Linked DNA regions of Gossypium arboreum: region 1 is linked to region 2. A link is a contact called in public Hi-C data. All regions are on one chromosome and are shown on one strand. The core of a region is the stretch at or near the end of the contact, and the rest is flanking DNA. Distances in the headings are between cores, read along the strand shown.

What was found. Hi-C and Micro-C count contacts between places; a contact is called where the count stands out from the background.
Region 1: a contact with region 2 is called in a Hi-C map of leaf, with 2.2 times the contacts expected there. The contact joins the promoter of LOC108483970 here to the promoter of LOC108484499 in region 2. A contact is called at or near these places in 2 of 5 Hi-C or Micro-C datasets (both in leaf).

The regions. Positions count from the first base shown.
Region 1 is chr6:116,495,912-116,502,692 of ASM2569848v2, forward strand. It overlaps LOC108483970 (AT-rich interactive domain-containing protein 4-like), which reads right to left and starts at 1,786. Exons shown (of 15, transcript XM_017787544.2): 1 at 363-1,786; 2 at 75-266. The coding sequence starts at 518.
Region 2 is chr6:116,297,662-116,304,552 of ASM2569848v2, forward strand. LOC108484499 reads right to left here and starts at 3,063. Exons shown (of 9, transcript XM_017788308.2): 1 at 2,789-3,063; 2 at 2,617-2,683; 3 at 2,456-2,521; 4 at 2,038-2,131; 5 at 1,801-1,917; 6 at 1,488-1,588; 7 at 1,323-1,397; 8 at 1,148-1,240; 9 at 369-853. The coding sequence starts at 2,802. The coding sequence ends at 587.

The sequences.
Region 1 (6,781 bases), core at 536-3,035, 200 kb after region 2:
TATAATTTCAGGGAGAATGGGATCAAACTATAAACTTTATTAAACAAGTAACAAGAAAATCATGTCTCACTAACAGTGGTGGGCAATGTGGAACCAAAAAGTCCGTATAAAACTTCTGGAGTGGACAAGTGAACATCTCCACAAACCAGATAACCAATTTCTTCACTATCAGGATTCTGCTCTCCTTGTAAGTAAACTACATTTGGCTCAGACGATTCAAGAACACGTCGAACCTCATCGATGCTAGGATTGTTCAGAAGCTGAACCTGCATTTAAATAAGTAAAAGTGCAAGTTTATAAGAAGTTCTGCTAAAATGTCAACAGTTAAAAAAGGTTAAAAACTATTAACATGATTTATATACCTCTAAGCGACCTGAAGAAGCAATCTCTGGAAATGGGTATCTGGACTTATCATTAGAAACTGGCTGCTTCTGTTTATTATCAGAAACTTCACCACCACAAAGAATAGCAAGGAGACTGCAATGGTTCCTTGAAGACCTTTGAGCACTAAACATCATTCAAACATGCCAGACTCAGCAAGACCCAAACTTGCCACTAAGTGCAAGGCACCAATGGCCCCTTTAAGAAGTCCCAAAAACCTAAAACATTACTGTGAAATCAAATCAAAACCCTAAAAAGACAACTGCAAATCTTATTACTCGAAACCTCTGATTTTCCAAAATTCTATCACAGAGCAAAAAGGAACTTCACTTTGTATTTGAGACACTTGAAAATCCCTAAAAACCAAAGGTGGAGAGTTCAAAATCTGAAGAAATCCCACCGATCCAGATGAAATAAACAAGGAATCGAGAACCCGAATGAACAAAATTACCAAACCAGACGAAGATACCGAGAAAATTTCTCAGGAAGCAAATCCTTCCAAAACAAAAATCGGAAAGTAAAAAAAGAACCCTAAGTTTTAAGAAGAGTCAGACTTCCAAATAATAAAGAAATCTCAAATAAATAAATAAAAACCCGAAATGACACATCTTTATTCCTTCTTTCACTAACAATCCCCCACTAGCACCGCCTTTGACAAAAAAAAAATTAAAATCAAAAACAAAAAACCCAAAATCAAAATCAAAATCAAAATTCGATTAAAATCAAAGTTAATTAATTAAAAATCAAAAAAGCCCAGCCAGAGCCTCCCTTTTTTTCTCTTTGTTGTCAGTTTGTATTTTTAATAACTACAGTTTCCCAAGTCAAAAAGAGTCAATTTGATGAACCGTTTGATCAGGAAATCCACAAAAAAGGAAAAAGAAATGCCCATTTCTTAATTGACTTTTTAATAATTTGTTTCTTTCAAGTTACCGTGCTTCAAAAGATATCATAACTAATGCATTGTACTCATTCGCAAACTTTGAGGAGGTGAAAAGTTTCTGTATCTGCTTTTTTGTGTTCTTGAATACTATACTTCAAAGTCCAATACTACCGAAATGAAGGGTATTTCTATTTTCTTTTCTTTCTTTTTTTATTTGGGCAAAGATTTAGAATGGTTGGTTTGGTTCTGTTCTCATTGTCCAAGCCTCCAAGTTCATCACTATCATCTCCATGATCATGATCATGACGGTGATCATCATGGGTAAATTTGTGTTGGGAATGAATGATATGAAATCTTGAAATTTTGTACTTATTTTTTTTACTGAGAATTTAAAAGCCCCGAAAACAAAAATTCTTTTCAGGTAAATATGTTCTTCGTTGAGCACTCGAACTGCTCGCTTTGTACGAACTGGGACCCAGTTCCCTGGATTTGACTCCCCCACTTTCTTTTTCGCTATTCCTTTCATTTGGTTTTTTTCTCAATTTCATCTTTTTTATTCTATAAAAACTTAATAACTTATCTTTTTTTACAATTTCATCCTTCAAAATTAAAATGGCAATACTATTAAATTATTGATCTCAACATCAAATGTTAAGTAAAAAATTAGCAAAAACATAACCATACAATAATTTATCACCAACTTTCCGATCCAATTAAAAAATTATTAAAATTTTAAAAAATTTCAAAATTTTGGTTTAATCGATTTTTAACTGATTCAATCGATTTTTTATTCAATTTTTACTGATTTTCAGTCTAATCAATCCAAAACTACTTTTTAGATAGGTCTCTCAACCAATCGGTTCAGCTCGATTCAAACAACAATACAATTTATATGTAAAAAATTAACAAAAATTAACGGTAATAAGATTAACTCCTTGGTTTTCATGAGGTATATAAATTACAAGGACAAAACTTTGACAAATTAAAATATAAAGATTACTTTTTGGAGATGAAATTCATAATTAAAATCTTAATTTCTACAACAAACTACTTGCCTTCATAATTCTTGGATTATGTTTTACTTAGGATTAATTGTATCCTACAGTTTTAAATTATAGGTTAATTCTAATTTGCCTTTTAATTTTAAAATATTTTTGAAGTATTAGTATTTTATCAATTAAGTTTTTTGTTAATAAAGTCATTAATTTGGGCATTAAATGCTGGATCAAATTTAATGTGAAGGATATTTAAACACAACGATTCACAAGATTTGTGTACCTACTACATGAATAATTTGAATCTATTGCATAAAAGAAAAAACAACCTTCCTAAATTTTATTAATGTTGTCTGTTTTTTTAGCACTTTAGGTTCAAACTATCAACGCAATATATCTACGCATATATGATTTAATTCATATGTTTTAAATATGTTTATGTCAATTTCAAACTATCATTTACAGACTAAATTGATTATTAATGTTTTAAGGCTTCAATTACAATATTTTAAAATCTAAGGACTAATTTAAAATTTAAATGATAGTTTGGAGATGTTTAGCAAAACTAACCCTTTCTCTTATTAATTTTTTTCCATGAACAGAATTTCACTAATCACGGAAAGATTACATGTTAATGAATTATCTTTTAGTATTTCTATATGCGTCAATTTGAATATAACATATAAAAAATAATTAAAAGGTAAAATTTAAAATTAATTAATAATAACACATATAATATATATAGTATTAAATTGGAAAAATAAAATGAATAGTGTTGTCATCAATATTAAGTTGGTATTGAGCTGACTTATAACACTGAAATAATAATAGCAGTCATTTAATAAAATGGTATATTAGTCATTTCTTAATTGAGTCGATATTTCGTTAACCTATGACATCATCTTAGTCAGTCAGGGGTTTCATTAATAGTATAGATACCCAAATTTGGGGAGAAAAGACATTTTATGTTAAAAGTTAATTGTTTTAAGTTTATTTAAAAATTATTGCTGGTGTAGTGATAAAAAATTTGTTTATAAATCTAATGAACACAAGTTCAACACGTAAATTTTAGTTTTTTTATTTAAAAGTTATATAAAAATATGAAAAGATAAGAAGGTCGTCAAAATAATAATAGTCTCTAATAAAAAGATATATTAGTAATTTTCCAACCGAGTTGGTATCGATTAACTTGTGACACTAAATCAGTCAAGGGTTCTATTAATAGTTTAGACTAATATAGATGTAACATCCCTATCCCGTAACCGTTGTCGGAATAGGAAAGGGGTATTACCAGACTTGTAACTCATGTCAGAACAGTAAAATTTTAAACTTTTTCTTGAAATAAAGATCATTCATTTAGATAAATGCTAAATACAGCCAGGGATAAAATTAAACTTCTATAAATACACATTCAAAGGATGCCATTTTCGCATGGCTTATATACATTAACCAGAGTATTATTCCGCTACTAGTCTATTCTATACATGCCATAAAATAATCCAAAACATAGTAGTACCAAACAGTGGATAGTGATAGTGTGACGAGTTGTTGACGATCCCCGAGTAAAGGCCAAATTTGATAATCTATAAAACAAAGAAACGTAACAACAGAGTAAGCTTTCAAGGCTTAGTAAGTCTTAAGTAAAACAATTAACTTTGCTGGATTAAATACATTTATAACTTCCACAAAATCCAAGTGAAGTCTCGATGGGCTTAATAAGCCTACACAAGTACATAATACATACCTGGCTAACTTAATGTGCTGAACATCCGTAATTGTTGATTTATTACTAAGTCGCTTAAGATTAGACCTTACACAAATCACGTTTTGAAATGTCAAGATATATCACCATTCGGTCAATATGATTAAACCCTATGTATGCACATGTAATTCATCTATTTCATCCAAATTTAAGAGTATATACCCCTTCGCGTTTTAAAAAAAAACATCAATGCTATTTTTAGTTTAATCAGTCGAACTAACACATAACACTATAATCACATTCGGTTTCCATATTTGGAAACACATATTCATGTTTTCATATTACATAAACAATTTGATAGAGTCAATACTCGTTGAATATAACTTATAACCATCTCATAAGTGATTTCCAAAGTACATTTGTAATACAAACGAAATCGAGTTCACATAGCAAGTAAGTATCACATACCATATACTTAACCTTTGTACACTTACCGTTTCCATAGTTACCAATTACCAATTCAATCTTTCAATACCTCTAACCACTTAATCATATGCACTCATTTCGTGCACATACATAAATGTATATATGTATTTAGGAGCTTAGTTCTTTAGTTCATATTCACATTAATATTTCAAATAATCAAATCATGACAAGTATTAAAGTTTCGTATACGTATATAAAGGACTAAACATATTCCTTATCACATATACATAAATGACCAAACGCAATCCATACCTTGTATTTGCTCATCCTGCCGAATACAACTAAAATTAATAAATGTTTATGAAACTAATTAAATCCTTATCTTAAAGATATACAAATGGTCTTCGGTTTGAAATAATTCAAGACACTTAGCCATAGCCTACTAGATTTTCAAAAAAAATTCGAATCCAGTTACCAGTACCAAGCCTGCGGGACTTTAAGCCCGGATATATCATCATAGTTAATTCAAAAAGTTGTATACACATCAATTCACATACCTTCAATTTTTTTTCCAACACGGAAACACATTAATAAGGTATCACTTCATTCAAACTTATTCGTATCTCAATATAGCTAGACTCATTTCACAAGAGCCATTAGGCCACATCACGTAGTCAGCGAGTCTTGACCCGGAGACTTTCCAAATTCCATGTATATTTAATCACATGTTACCACATTTCACACAAACTATCACCATTGTAATTCATTAACCTCATTCGAATATAAGCATATAGCATGTACCTTAACTTCATGTCATAATATCATTCGACTTTAATACATATTTATATATATATATATATATATATATATCCCTTTCAATAAACTTCCAACTAAATAAGAAAATACACACATGACTTACATTCTTCTCATGACAACCATTCGGCTAAGCAACATATAAGTCACTACACCTTCAATTTATAAAACTATCAACACATATTTCATATACATTGCTTATGTTTATAAAATAGTCATTCGGATAACTTACACACATTTAAATTTTAGCCATTTTGACTTCACAACCTATATATTTATCTTGTACATCAATTCAGCAATAGCTTATAAGCAATTCAATTAGTTTCATCAATGTTTACAACAAAATCACAGATTCACTACAAGCTGTTTTCTTGAGCAACAATCATTAAATTATTTGTAACTGGAGCTACGGAACTCCAAATGAAGTGCCGTAAACTTTCCCCGAAAATAGACTCATATATCTTCTATCCATAAAATTTTCAAGATTTTTGGTTTGGCCAATCAAAACCAGAATTTTCTTAAAATTTCCCCTATTTCACTGATCGACTATACTGACCACTCTTCACTACGAATCAAATTTCTCATTGTACAGATTTCAAAATATGTTCTTGTTATTTTCATTTGAAACTAGACTCATTAAGGAGTCTAAGAATATAAATTTTATCTTATAACAATTTTTGTACTATTTATAATGTTTTCTAAAAACAGAACAGGGGATTTCAGATTCATTCTGACACTGTCACACACAACTTTAAATATTTCTCTATAGGAAATTCCTTTGGTTGCACTATTTATTTTATAAGAAACTAGACTCATTGAGCTTTGATTACATATTTTATTCAGTCTCTAATTACACTCCAACAATTTATGGTGATTTTCAAAAATCATGCTACTGCTGCTGTCCTAAGCAGATTATTACAATTTATTCTTAAATTTCCAAGTCCAAACACTTAAGAACTTACCTCGGATGTTGTCGAACAGTTACGGGTAGGCTACTCGATTGCTTTCTCCTTCCCCTTATCTGATTTAGTTCCTCTTTGCTCTTGAGCTAAGGCATATATTTATATACCTATGTGTGACTAACACAATTTAATCAATTACTCATTTTTATGCACAACCACTTACACACATATATATATAATCATAACATGCCTTAATATCTCATATACCACATTCGGCCCTAACCACTCAAATTTAGTTTTCATATACAAATTTCATTTCATGATCAAATGTAGCAATTTGCACATTGGTTTCATCTATGCTAAACAATGACTGAATATACATTTCGAAGAAATAAATTACTTAATATATAACTCACATTACCAAGTACATATAACCTTAATGACGAATGTATATCCTCCAATTCCTATAACCTAGCCATTTACCCCTTTTTAGCCGAATATCCATAAAACATCTAGTTCACATACACAAACACAATCTCTTAAGGCTTATTATATTTTCAAGTACAAATCAAATTTATATAACCGAATATACTTATATATTTAACTCATCAACCGATGTTTAATCATATTTTTCCCTAATACAAATGTATTCAGCAATGACCACAACCATTTAACCAACTTT
Region 2 (6,891 bases), core at 1,813-4,312:
GATATTAGATCAGATTATATGATTGAATAAATATTTGAAAAATATATTTTGTAACAAAATTTAAATAATTGAAAATAAATTCAAGTACTAAATTAAATATAAAAATTAAACTCAAATACAAAATAAGAATAAAAAACTTGTACCAAATTTAACATTGTATGAAATACCATATTAACCTATTTATTATATATATTTATATTTGAACTCGATCTGCTTCAAATCTAATACAGCATTCAACTTCATAATTGATTTCATAATTATTTTTCTGCACTCCTAAAATTTTACAAAATATTTTATCTTAAACTCTTCAATCCCAATTTAAAATTAGATGAATTATAGATTTAATCACATTATATTATTTGCATTGCTTTTAATCGCTAAACTTCAATATATTATGATATGATTAATAATGTTATCAATTTGTTACATTTTAGAATCTAAGATGTCAACGCTGTAATAATAAACTAAGGTGATACGTTATATCACCATTTCAAGAAACAAACTTGTATGCAAAATAATGTTAAAACTGTCCGGCATGAGGAATATAACAGCTGAGAAAAATTTAACACAACAATACCAGAAAATTTTAAGTTATCTGTATGTCTCGTAGAAGTCGGGCAGCCATCGAGCCGTATCTTCTTGCATACCATTCACTAAGCTTCCCATCAGGGAGTCTTGTCACCAGGAGATCATCAACCGAAGAACTAATTTCAGTCTTGTTAACTTGGTCGTCAATTCCCCAATCCGTTTTCTCCTGCTTCTCTGTGCAAACTGCACTGTCTGCCGTAACAGGTGGGGGCTTTAGTCCCATAATGAAGAGTTGAATACTCGGATGTTGGTACTTACTGTCCATCTCCATGAAATAAGTAAGAGTTCCGAAACAAAGTAAGTTAGAAGAATATCTTATCCGAGGCTCAAACCTGTCGATAGAATCAAGAATAGAAGAGTTTTGACATGTTTCGCTAGAAAATAAAAGGGGGGGGGGAGGCGTCCTTGAATTGGTCATCAGAATATCAATACACATTTATTAACCAAAAATGATCGTACCGGCTGTTCACAGCAGTGGTCTCTGAGTTGACATCAAGAACGACAGAAAATAAATCTTGAGCGTTTCATTTCACATTCAAAAAGTGGATAAATTGTGTACCTTGGCTTTTGAGACAATCTTCACTTCAAAGAAATTTTTCCAGGTCAGAAGCATCTGCTCGTGGACACTAGTAGAACGGATCTCATGACCCAACTAAACAGAACGATTAAAGCAACAATGAGTTCCATCGCTGAATAAATCAATTTCAAACGGAAAATCAGAAAAGGTATCATACCATAATTGTGGTTTTGGGGCCTGATAATGTGATTATTGTCTGCAATAAAGGTCCCACGAGATGCTCCGCGTAAACCTTAAAAGGCAAAATCAGTACACCACATTTGCAACTATTCCACAAAAAGCGTTACGTTACTACAAGAATATATGCATCTGGAGAACTTACAACATCTGTACCAATAACATAGTCAAATGGTGGACCAACAGCTTTTATATGATCTTCATTTCCCCAGTCCAACTCCGCCACCTTAATTGATCCAAATGAATCTAAAATAATCATGCTACCAATGTGAGATAAAGAGTACAACCTGTCATTAATTTCTACAATAGCATTGCTAGGTAATTGTCAAATAATTCCGCTATTACTTAAGCGAAATTGTTGTGTCAAGATTTGTTATGGCACATTGGTGGGCAAAAGAAAAAATATATATGAAAAATGAATCGTGTAAACTAAATTAGAAGTGCTGAAAAAAGGGAACCTGAACAAGAATTCATCTGCAATATCCTTGAAGTATTGCGTTCTACATTTCTCCTCAACAATGGCACAACCTCGATTTGGTCTGTAGAAACTACATCACATCCCAGCAATGCCATTCCTGGAAATCACATGGAGTCAGATTCAGCACGGTCTGAACAAATAATGCAGAATCATAAAAGACCTCCCCTATAAATATAACCTGACCATGAGTGTTAAATGTACAGAATTAAAAACTCACCAAACCCCGCTACTCCACAACCCGCTCCAAGTTCAATAACGCGCTTTCCTTTAAGTTTAGACGGGCAAAACCTTCCCTTTCTGCAATTCTTTTCCTAAACAATGAAAGAATTTTGCACCGTGAATTTCAATACAGAAGAATAGTTGGAAAAATTTTAAAAATACCTTTTGTGGTGTAAAACCGGGAGACTTTCGGGTCAAACAAGCAAAACCATATAAACTGGGTACAAATTTTCACAATTGGTACTAGATCTATATCGCCAACATGAAATGTGAAAGCTAAGTGCTGTACCATCGGAAATATAGGTATTTAACTATCAACATCAACTTAAACTCAATTCAAAAAAAAGGTCTCAGCATCAACAACTTGAATATCACTAATATAGTTAAAGAGCCACAATAAAGATTAAAATGAATACCAGAAATTTGGCAAACACCATTGATGTGTCCCAAACTGTTGTTCCTAAATGTTTGGAATTAGGATCCTGCCACAATTGTCGGAGACAATATGATAACTACAACTAAAAACCTCAAAAAAGAAAAAAAGAAGTACTGCACAAGAGAAAAGAAGAAAAATTACCTGAGAGAAGTGTAGTTGATGACCCAATACTTCAAAAGTAATTACGGATGTACTTGGAGAATTCAACCTAAGACAAAACATTAACTCTATATTTAAAAATTAAAAAAAAAAACCCAAAATTTCTTTTTATTACAACAGATTGCAGAAAACTAATGACGAATGGTATTTTTACCTTTCAGCCTCCATTTGATTGACGATAAGCAGAATTCCAAGACTCGAACTTTTAACTCAAGACAATCTAAAACTTCCAAATGCTTGTTATTAACTATATTAGTTCTTGAATCCTCGATTACCGTATGAATCAAAGTTCCTTTCTCTCTGGGTGCGTGAGATTTTGAGTTTCAGACTGCTATGCAATGAAAATCGTAAGCCTTTCCCCTTTTACTCCATGGTTATGGATGGGGCTGGCTGGCTTCGTTTTAGCCAATCCCAGGCTAAATCAGCCCACTTATTCAACTAAGAAACAATTTGGGTTCCTTATGGCCCATGGAATTTGTGATCTACCAGCCCATAGCTTTACTTTGTCACTAAAACAAAAGTAATTGCAGCATATGTTCACAAATTATAATCTTGATTTTAAAATGATTTTTGAACTTTAAAAAATTTTAATTTATTTTTAAAGCATTCGTATCTTATCAATTAGAAATTTTCATCTCTCTAGCAGAAACATTGAATGCTGCATTTGAATATGATATAAAACATATTCAAAATGTTTGAATCAAAATATTGAATGCTACATTGAGCACGATATATAACATATTCAAAATGCATGAATCAAATTTTAAATGCATGAATCAAATTTTAAATGCATGCACTTATGGCATAATTCAAAATTTAAAGATAATTTTAGGATAAAAAAAATATGAAGTTTACATTTCGTATCACAACTCGAGCTTCTTATGATTTGAGCTTAGTTATACCTCAATGTTATAAACTAATAGAATTTATTTTTCTTTTGCCCATTCTATTTCTATACGCAAAACATAGCAATAGATAAGATAGGTATCTACCATTGCTAAACAAAACATTCAATTACGACAAATATTATCATATAATTTGAGTCGCATGCATTTAAGTATCATGCTAATCACATAGTGTATTACTATTGATACTGGTAACAACAAGGAGGAGAAGGTGGAGGAGGTAGGTCCAGTTCACTCGTACAAAGGAGAAAGTCGGTAATGGAAAGGTAGAAAGAATAAAGATAGGAGGGTAAAACTAACTTCAGGACAAGAGGAATAAGAATAAGATCATTTTTCTCTCATATGCTTATGTAACACCCCTCGCTCCACCCGATCGCTGGGTCCAATCTACGAAATGTTGTAATTTTTGCCAAAGCAACTACAGTCAAATAACATGTAATGTAAACATAAATCATACAAACACAACCAATATAGATCATAAGTCATCATATACAACCTTTCTTGGGTCTATACGAGCCCATGTATGCTTTAGAATTAACCCGAAATCAAATTAGGATTAATTTGCAACATTTTCAAAATTTCAAAACGATGTCACAATGTGAGGAGTTTCTTATTACACTGTGGCCCAAAACTCAAATCTTGTCATGACAACCATCGCTTGACTCATGACGTGAACTCTGTTTTTGGCACAAAATAAACCTTTTGGCACCTACTTCAACCAACCAAATCATTTTTCACATTTGGTGCACTTTGCACAACATTCCACATTCATAAAACATGCCATAATACATACCAAAGAACCCACACATGATTTCAATTCAATTAATCCGACATGCATTCATTTGAACAACAAAACATAATAAATTTGCTTAATCAATTCAATATAATCATCAATGAATTTTACCATTTCTTACCATCACATTTGCTACTGCATTTCATACTCTTCTTATAATTTTAAATGTCAAAGGCAAAGTCACACAAGTTACCAAAACATATATTCTCACATTTGAGCATTAACACTTTATGTTTCAAACATTAACCAAGTCCAAAGCAATTATTCATCCAAAGTAAACTCATATAAATATAACACCTATGTACATGCCACATAACTAAACTTTAAAACGTTTAAAAGATTACCAAATTAATAATGGGATAGTGTGAGCTTCTCGACAACTCACTTTACACATTCCGCAAGTTAGCAATCTATAAAGAAAGGGAAAACAATGAGGTAAGCATATCAAAGGCTTAGTAAGTTCATAAGCATTAAACTATAACTTATTTCAATAACAATTTAATACGATAAGCTACTGGCTTGACAAGTTTGCCTAAACATGGAAACAATAATTCAACACGGTAAGTTGAACATATATTGTATCATATAGTGATTCAAACATGCAATATTCCAATCCACTTATAATCAAGATTTCACTGTCATTCATGTAATCAAACAACATTTCATTAATTTAATATCAAATTCATACCATTTCACCTATTTATCAATAATACATCTAATTTCAATATAATGGAAATCACTATGTTGTTTTATTGTTTGAATTCTGAATCAAATTTATAGATTTGCCACATTTCCATATCGACCCTCTGAGATTGTATATTCGGTTTGTAAGATCTTTCACATGCTATTGATATTCATATATCGTAAATTAGATTTGTATTACCAAGTCACATTATCAATTCAATTATATATCATTTATCAAATATCACATTTTATACCCTTATTAACCTGACTCGGACTCGAATCGATACATGGATTTAACTAACACACCAATTTAGCACCCAGTGCCTCATTAGATAATGCCGAAGTAAATAGTTTGTGCCTGCCCCACGCTCATCGATATAACCAAAATAAAAGTTGTGCCCAGCACCCATCTAAACGTAATCAAAATAACCCATACACAATCTATCCTATGGCATGACAACTATATCTGACTCTACCCAAACAGTTAATAGGGTAATCAATAATCCAATTTTTATAGGTTCAACTCTCATTTTATTGATTTCAATATCACCAATTTATTAATCAACTTATCATGTCATACATATATAGTATAATTTATCTCAATTTCAAGCCAATTTCACCAATTTATATTATTTTCAATTTTACTCAGTTTAGTCCTCTTTCTCGATAATCATTCAACTATCAATTCATTAAATAACTCAATTTAGACAATTTATCATTTCCTTACAATTTAGTCCACATTTCACCTTTTGTACCAAATTACAAATAATTTAAATTACTATCTAGTATACAAAAATTCATAATTCAAGTATATAATAATTTAAACACAATCATACCATATGAACTTACATAGTCAAAACAAAAAATAACCAAATCTTCAAGGGCTAAATAATTATTTTGCCTTTTTCCCGATTATCCCTAGTTTTGTTCAATTCTCGATCTATACAATAATTCAATTCAAATTATCAATTACAGCCCTCTTATTCCATCAAATTATAAACATATATCAGCTCAATTTCATTATTTGAATGCCCCTACAATTTTGTATTCTATTCAATTTAGTCTCTAAAGTAACATTCAAATTTGAGCTTCGATTTTGAAATTGATCCCAATTACATTCTTCTGTAACCCTCTACAATCCATAATTATAGAAACTTTATACCAATTTTGAATTATTTACCTTTTAGTCCCTATGTTCAAAACTAACAAATTTCACTTTACAAATTAGTCTTTTTTCATATCTAAGATTAAAATTTAACAATTTAACACCAATTTTATCAAAAACTCATCAATGGTAACTTTAGAAACTTTAACAGTTTTACAAATTGATACATGGTCTAGCTAAATCAAGCTCCCACAACCTCAAAAATATAAAAATTACAAGAAAATTACTAAATTGAACTTACCGATTCAGAGCCAACAGTTTGAGCTTCAAAACATCATTTTCTTTTTTGGTTTCATAGAGAAGATGAAGATGACCATAAAATGTTTGTTTTCTTTCTTAAGTTTTTTCTTATATACTAATATTAATATATTAATTAATTCTAATTAATTTAATTAGAGATAATTAAGAAATTCTTAATAATAATTAACCAATTTGGTGGGTTCCAACTAATGTCAACTACCGTTTGGTCATATTATTTTGGTCCAATTACTTAATAGGTCCTTCAGTTAATTAAAAATTCATAGAGATTAACCTTTACAATTTTTACAATTTAGTCCTTAAACCTTAATTAACTATCCATTTGTCACAATTAAGGGACCAAACTTTAATATAGTTTTATTCTAACCTAGTAAGTATTAATATTTACAAGCTCAAAAATTGGAAATGGGGTTCCGAACCCATATTTTTCGGTACCACTAACTTTTAAGTCG